Linked DNA regions of Mus musculus: region 1 is linked to region 2. A link is a contact called in public Hi-C data. All regions are on one chromosome and are shown on one strand. The core of a region is the stretch at or near the end of the contact, and the rest is flanking DNA. Distances in the headings are between cores, read along the strand shown. Region 1 holds the start of Nmrk1 (nicotinamide riboside kinase 1). Region 2 overlaps Ostf1 (osteoclast stimulating factor 1).

Region 1 (3,336 bases), core at 85-2,584, 49 kb after region 2:
GCTCAGGCCAAAGCCAGTCTGAGCCACTTCCTTCATATTCCGGCCCTACAGAATTTACGTCGACAGCGAATGCCTGTTTCACAAATATGTGTGCATTATTTTCAAAGTCAGGGGCTTGATGCTGCCACAAAAGAAGGAAACTGGATAATTATTGAAGTTGAAGTGACTGTCACTTTAGTAAAACAAACAAACAAGCAAAGCAAAACCAATAAAACAACCTCAAGGGCAAAAAAAAAAAAAAAAAAAAATCACTGAAGCAGCAGCATAAGCAGCTATAAAAGTTGATGTAAATGGCTTTCAGCCTTTGTAATACCAAAGCTGCAGGAGATTAGGAAAAGGGGTCTGGGAATTCATCAAACATTCATCTCCCATTTTTTTACGATCCCTGTCAATTCCCTATCCAAATGAAAATTCCCACGAGTTTATTTAGTCTCGTTTCTCCATATCACAGAAAACACTCTAAGAACAACGTTTTTAAAAGTGAACCAGGAAGGGCGGTCAAGAAAACTGCTTTGAGGAACTTCGTACTCTCTCCAGTTTAGTTCGCGAGAGTCACCCTAAGCAAAAACACTAGGATGCATGACAGAGCGACACTGCCTAAAGCTAGGAGCCGAGAGGGTTGCAGCCCGGCTGTCCCGCTGGCAGCGCCCGAGCAGCTCTCCAAAGCTCCCGGGAGACCTCGGGTCCCTGGCCCGCTCCAGCCCGGGCGCAAACCCCACCCAGCCGCAGCGCACTTCCCGTTCGCCTGCCGGTCAAGAACTCCAACTTGACAGCGACAGGGCGAAATATGAGGAAGTGGCCGCGACCGAGGTGCTGCCACCACACCGCTAGAACGTCCTGGCGAGCCGTGTGGACAGAGTCCGAGGACGCTCCTCGGGAACTCGAGCACCGGGTCCCGCAGCCTGGAGACCCGCACGCGCAGCGCACACCACTCTTACCTGGTTTGACCGGTTTGGGAGGTGGCTTGGACATGGCGCTACACGGAGCGACCAGGCTCAGCCGCGGGAGCCCCACACGCACACGAGAACTGGGCGCCAAGCCTGCGCTGGCCGCGGCCGCTCCGGATCCGCGCGCAACCCGATGCGGGACACTCGGACCAGCGAGCTCCGCAGACAGCCCGGCCTTCCCACCAGGAAGTGGCCGCGCCTCGCCGGCTGCTGATTGGCTGCGGCGGGGAGCCCGGCCGAACCTCAGAGGTCCAGCCTGCTCCGGCACGCCGGAGCCCCGCCTTTCTCTTGGGGGAGGAGCTTTACAGTAGCCACGCCCTCAGGCCCTGCGTAGGGGAGGCTATGAAAGCGCAGTGGACTTCGCTGCCTAGGTGAGCACCGGGCAGTGGTAGGCATGAAACGCTCTTGAAGCTTGCTCTGCGACCCTGCTGGGAAGGATTCGAACCCGCTTCGGTGAGTACCCACTGCCTGCTGCGTACACACGGCGAGGCCTGGGAATCTTCAAGAGTCTCCTTCGCTGTATGTACCAGGAACCTGATCGTGTCTAGGGAAACCGCGGTGGGACTTAGATGCTCCTAAAAAGCAACTAGACACTGCTAGCTGTAGGAGACCCCACATTTGCTAGCTGGAGAATCGGGTCTTGATCCCCCACGGGACAGGACAGCTTTTTCTACAGCATCTGGTTAACAAACTCCAACCCACTTGCTGCCTGGCTTTTATAAAGACTTCTAACAGTGCTTTTGGCGTTTTTTAAATAGCTGAGACAAAAGCATAGTATTTTGTGGCACACGAAAGTTAGGGGAAACTTAGATTTCCGTGACCATAAAATTTTATTAGAACACAGCATGCTCGTTTGCTTATGCATTGGCTTTCTTATTACAATTTCAGAGTTGAATAGTTACCCGCGAAGTCAAAACTATACTACTGGCTGGTACTTTATACAAGTTGCCCAACACGAGAGTTTATGTTCACACATAAGTAAACTCACAATGTCACAGTCAATATTATATGCCTATTGTATATTAGGGGTAATAAAAATGAAAATACTGGTTATGTAAGAAACTACAGGGTCAGCACAATGGTCCAGCTGCCCCTGCTGCCAAACCTGATGAGCAGAGTTCAGCCTCTAGCACCCACACTTTGGAAAGAGAACTCCCAGGAGACCTATGACCTGAGCATGTGTTCTGTGGTGAACCATGGCATGCACCTGCCCACACACATGCACCGCAACCTAGATACAAATGTAAGAAAGCAACTTTTTAAAAAAGAACCTCCACAAAATGGACCTTCAACATGTCTATTGAAGGTTAATTTACGGGGAAAAAAGTGACTGAAACTTCAAGGGGCAAAGGTTAGCAGGAGCTTGGTCATGGCTATGCCCCCAGGCCTTGCTTACCAGGAACTCTACCTGTGGGGGATTTCTGCTTACCAAAAGGGTTCAAAGTTGAAATTAGTCCTATTCATGGGAGCGTATCCAGATAACTGTAGCCTGAACCTCACGGAAGTCCTGAAACCTGGGCCTTGAAGTCATCTGAAGAGCATGTGTGTTTGCTCTTGTGTTTCTCAGATTTGATTGATGGTGGAGTTCTTGCCGCCTGCTGACTCTTCCCATCCTCCTGGGAATCATTCTGTGCTTTAGAAGTCTCTGTTCAGAGTGGAATAGATTGAATATAAACATAAGCCAACTATGAAGAAGATTTAACATTTCACTGGGATTAAATCAAAGATAGTTTTAAACAATTCTGCGTATGAGCCAGTCTTGGCGAGGCTTGCCTATGATCCCAGTACTTTTAGGAAGGTAGCTTTGCCACAGAGGCAGCCGTGGCTGTGTGGCAAGTTCCTGACCAGCCTGGACTCTGCATAGTGAGATTCTGTCTCAACAGATAAATAATATAACAAATAAGAATGATAAGTAAGTGTGAAAAAGATAAATGGCTCATTTAAGGTTTGCTCCTCTCCCATCTTGTTCTTCTCCCTCTCTGTGGAAAGGATACTAGCGGCCAAGAAGACACTGCATAAATATCCCACAGGATTCAAGCTGACAGGATACCCTGACTTCAAGACTCTGAAAGGTCCAAAAGGTGGTCTCTCCAGAGACATTAAGATGTACAGTTTGTCTTGGCTCTGAGTTGTGTGTGCTTCACAACATCTCTGCTGCAAGCCAGGTGTACAGACACACACCTGCAATCCCACCACTCTGTGGCAGAGAGTAGAGACCAGAGGTGCAGTATATGATTGTTCTTTAAGACTTTAAGGCTAGGCTGACCCGCATGAAAGGCCTCTAAAACAATGAAACAAAAACCCTCTAGCACATATATGAAGCATGACAACTTGCTCAACATTTGGTTTTGAAACCATGTTTAAGGAGGCTCTAATATATAATAAAATA
Region 2 (2,951 bases), core at 321-2,820:
AGCAGGAGACCAAGAAGGTGGTCAACCCTCTGTTCGAGAAGAGGCCTAAGAACTTCGGCATTGGACAGGACATCCAGCCCAAAAGACATCTATCGCACTTTGTCAAATGGGCCCGCTACATCAGGCTGCAGCGGCAAAGAGCCATCCTCTACAAGCGGCTCAAAGTCCCTCCTGCCATTAACCAGTTCACCCAGGCCCTGGACAGGCAGACAGCTACTCAGCTGCTTAAGCTTGCCCACAAGTACAGGCCAGAGACAAAGCAAGAGAAGAAGCAAAGGCTACTGGCCCGTGCTGAGAAGAAAGCTGCTGGCAAAGGGGACATCCCAACTAAGAGACCACCTGTCCTCCAAGCAGGAGTCAATACAGTCACCACCTTGGTGGAGAACAAGAAGGCTCAGCTGGTGACCACATTGAGCTGGTGGTTTTCCTACCTGCCTGTGTCGAAAGATGGGGGTGCCCTACTGCATCATCAAGGGAAAGGCCAGGCTGGGGCACCTGGTCCACAGGAAGACATGCACCACAGTTGCTTTCACACAGGTTAACTCGGAAGACAAGGGTGCTCTGGCTAAGCTGGTGGAAGCCATTAGGACCAATTATAATGACAGATATGACGAGATCTGTCACCACTGGGGAGGCAATGTCCTGGGTCCTAAGTCTGTGGCTCGCATTGCCAAGCTGGAAAACGCAAAGGCTAAAGAACTTGCCACTAAATTGGGTTAAATGTACACTAAGTTTTCTATACCTAAATATAATTACAAAATTAAAAAAAGAAAAAAAAGAAAGAAAGGAACCACAATCCTCCCTGATCCAGGGATTATGCGCTCTCTGTGACCCTTCCCATCACTACTTTCCAACCTGCAGAGCCTCACTGCGAGGGGCTGCCAAGTCGCTGGCAATGTCCAACCCCACCTGTCCAACCCCAGCACAAAGCCACCAGCCACAGGCACCGCGGCCAACACGGAGTATCAGCAGCCACTCCATGTCAGTCAGCGCACAGCCTGTGCGGTCCCTGAAGGCAGGACACAGAAAGGTGAGCAATGAGGGAGAGGGGGTGAGGATACAGATGCTTCCGTTTCATTTCAGGAAAAAGTAACTTTAAGAAGTAGCAAGAGGCTGAAATTTAGAAAAAATTAAAAAATCAATGAAAATCTGGACTCTATCAAATGCTAACTAAAACAATCTTGCACAGGGGTCAAAGGGAAGATGGCTAATCTAACTGCTGCCTCTTCGGCTGTGTTCATCAAATTCTTACAGTAACAAATTTCCTGAGAAGGAAAATGTAATTCGAGAGCAAACACTGTTAGAATTCAATTGATGGCAGCCAAATCCAGGTCTCTCACTAGCAGAGCCCAGACTTCCCTGGAAATATGACCTGCTCTGTCTGGGGACCATACGAAGATGGACCTAGAACCCTATCAAGCTAGAAAGCAAAGATCCTATTGCAGACAACTTGCTGGTCAGGACCAAGCACGAGAGACAGAGAACGAGAACCTTTAGCACGTAAGGAACCTTACAGTGCAGTAGAGTCTCCTTGAAGGCTGGAGTCTAGCAACAGGAAGTCAGTGGCAAAGAAAGGAAGTTAGGCCACAGCCTTCCTTCCTCACCCAACTGGACAGGACGGACTGGGAGGTCAACCTCAAGCAAAAGCCACCCACCCACTAACAAACATGGTTTCTACTTTTTGTCCCACGCAGTGTCTGGGCAGCACCAGCTAAGCTAACAAACACTTTGTCATTCCCTCCAGAGCTCACATCAATAAATGACTGTCTTTAGAGAAACACCAGTTCTTCTGATGAGTATTAACCATGGTTAAAGCACCAAGCTCCAGGCTGGTTTCCACTGTGGGTGAACTGAAGTGGAAGGCAATACAAAGGGGCAGCGGGCTCATGGGCAGGCTTATGTATGATGGGACTTAGCAATGGGCAAGGAGGATAATTTAGGAGGTTCTCCTAAACCCCAAAGACAAGGAGAACGCTTACTGTTTCTCAGGCTCAGGCAGGGGACTAAACTCGGGGTTTTGACACAGGCCAGGGAATAAGGATGACTGGGTGGGAGGGAGAAAGGCACAGTGATGGAGAGAGAGAAAGGTGAGGTGAATGTGACCGAGAAGGTAAAGCACACAGTCACAGGACAGCAGCGAGGGCAGCAAAGAGCTGGCCTCTGTGTAGGGACACATGGCTTGCATTTTAAACCCTGTGGTGGTCCGAATGAGAATCATATCCCCCAACCCTCACATCACCCAACCCACATGATGAATGGCTAATACACTGTGTGCTTGGTTGCTGCTTGCAAAGTATTAGGAGGTGTGCCCTTCTTGGAAGAGGTGTGTTGCTGGCTGTGGGCACTGCGGTTTCAAAAGCCTATGCTAGGCTGAGTCTGTGTCTGTCTGTATGTACATATGTCTATTTGTCTGTCTTTCTCTCTCTGCTTACTGTAGAATAGGACTCAAAGCTCCCGGCTACATCTCTAGCACCACGTTTTCCTGCCTGTGACTATGTTCCCTGCCAACATAATCATGATCATGGACTCTTCTGAAACTGTAAGAAGCCCCCCAATTAAATGTTTTCTTTTTTTTTATAACAGAGAATTTTTTTATAACACAGAACAACAAAGACAATCCCTTTCTTTCTTTTGAAACAACCACCATGTAAAACCTTCATTCCGTTCACATTTATCTTCCCACATCTGTATTTTAATCTTGAAGAATTTGTACCTCATTTCTAAACTTGAAGAACCATTCACAATATTGTGAATAGATTCCAGTCTTTGGCAAAGCCTAGAAAAACTTCAGGTGTGGTTGATTGCTATGTTCATTAAGTCTAAAGCTCAAGGTAATCATGGAGTGGTGAGTTTTAGTTACATCTACCTTCGGTCACTCACAGAGCCATGCTGCCATGCTGGAAAGCATACCATTATTAGCAAAGAGCAAAGGAAATGACGACATGAAAGGC

Evidence for each region. A called contact is a pair of places that touch in the nucleus more often than the background predicts.
Region 1: a contact with region 2 is called in a Hi-C map of CD8 T cells, with 2.5 times the contacts expected there. A contact is called at or near these places in 4 of 39 promoter capture datasets (the C10 cell line, liver, neutrophils and 1 more), 42 of 484 Hi-C or Micro-C datasets (B cells, the C3H10T1/2 cell line, CD4 T cells and 28 more), 16 of 130 datasets of targeted methods (the 230-238 cell line, CD8 T cells, the HPC-7 cell line and 10 more) and 3 of 9 other capture datasets (adipose tissue, liver and pancreatic islet).

The regions. Positions count from the first base shown.
Region 1 is chr19:18,630,682-18,634,017 of GRCm38.p6, forward strand. It overlaps Nmrk1 (nicotinamide riboside kinase 1), which reads left to right and starts at 1,335. Exons shown (of 9, transcript NM_145497.2): 1 at 1,335-1,400. It overlaps Ostf1 (osteoclast stimulating factor 1), which reads right to left and starts at 1,132. Exons shown (of 10, transcript NM_017375.3): 1 at 939-1,132. The coding sequence starts at 972.
Region 2 is chr19:18,581,516-18,584,466 of GRCm38.p6, forward strand. All of the region lies in intron 9 of Ostf1 (osteoclast stimulating factor 1), which reads right to left. Among named protein-coding and RNA genes, the nearest start is that of Ostf1, 49 kb to the right of the region's middle.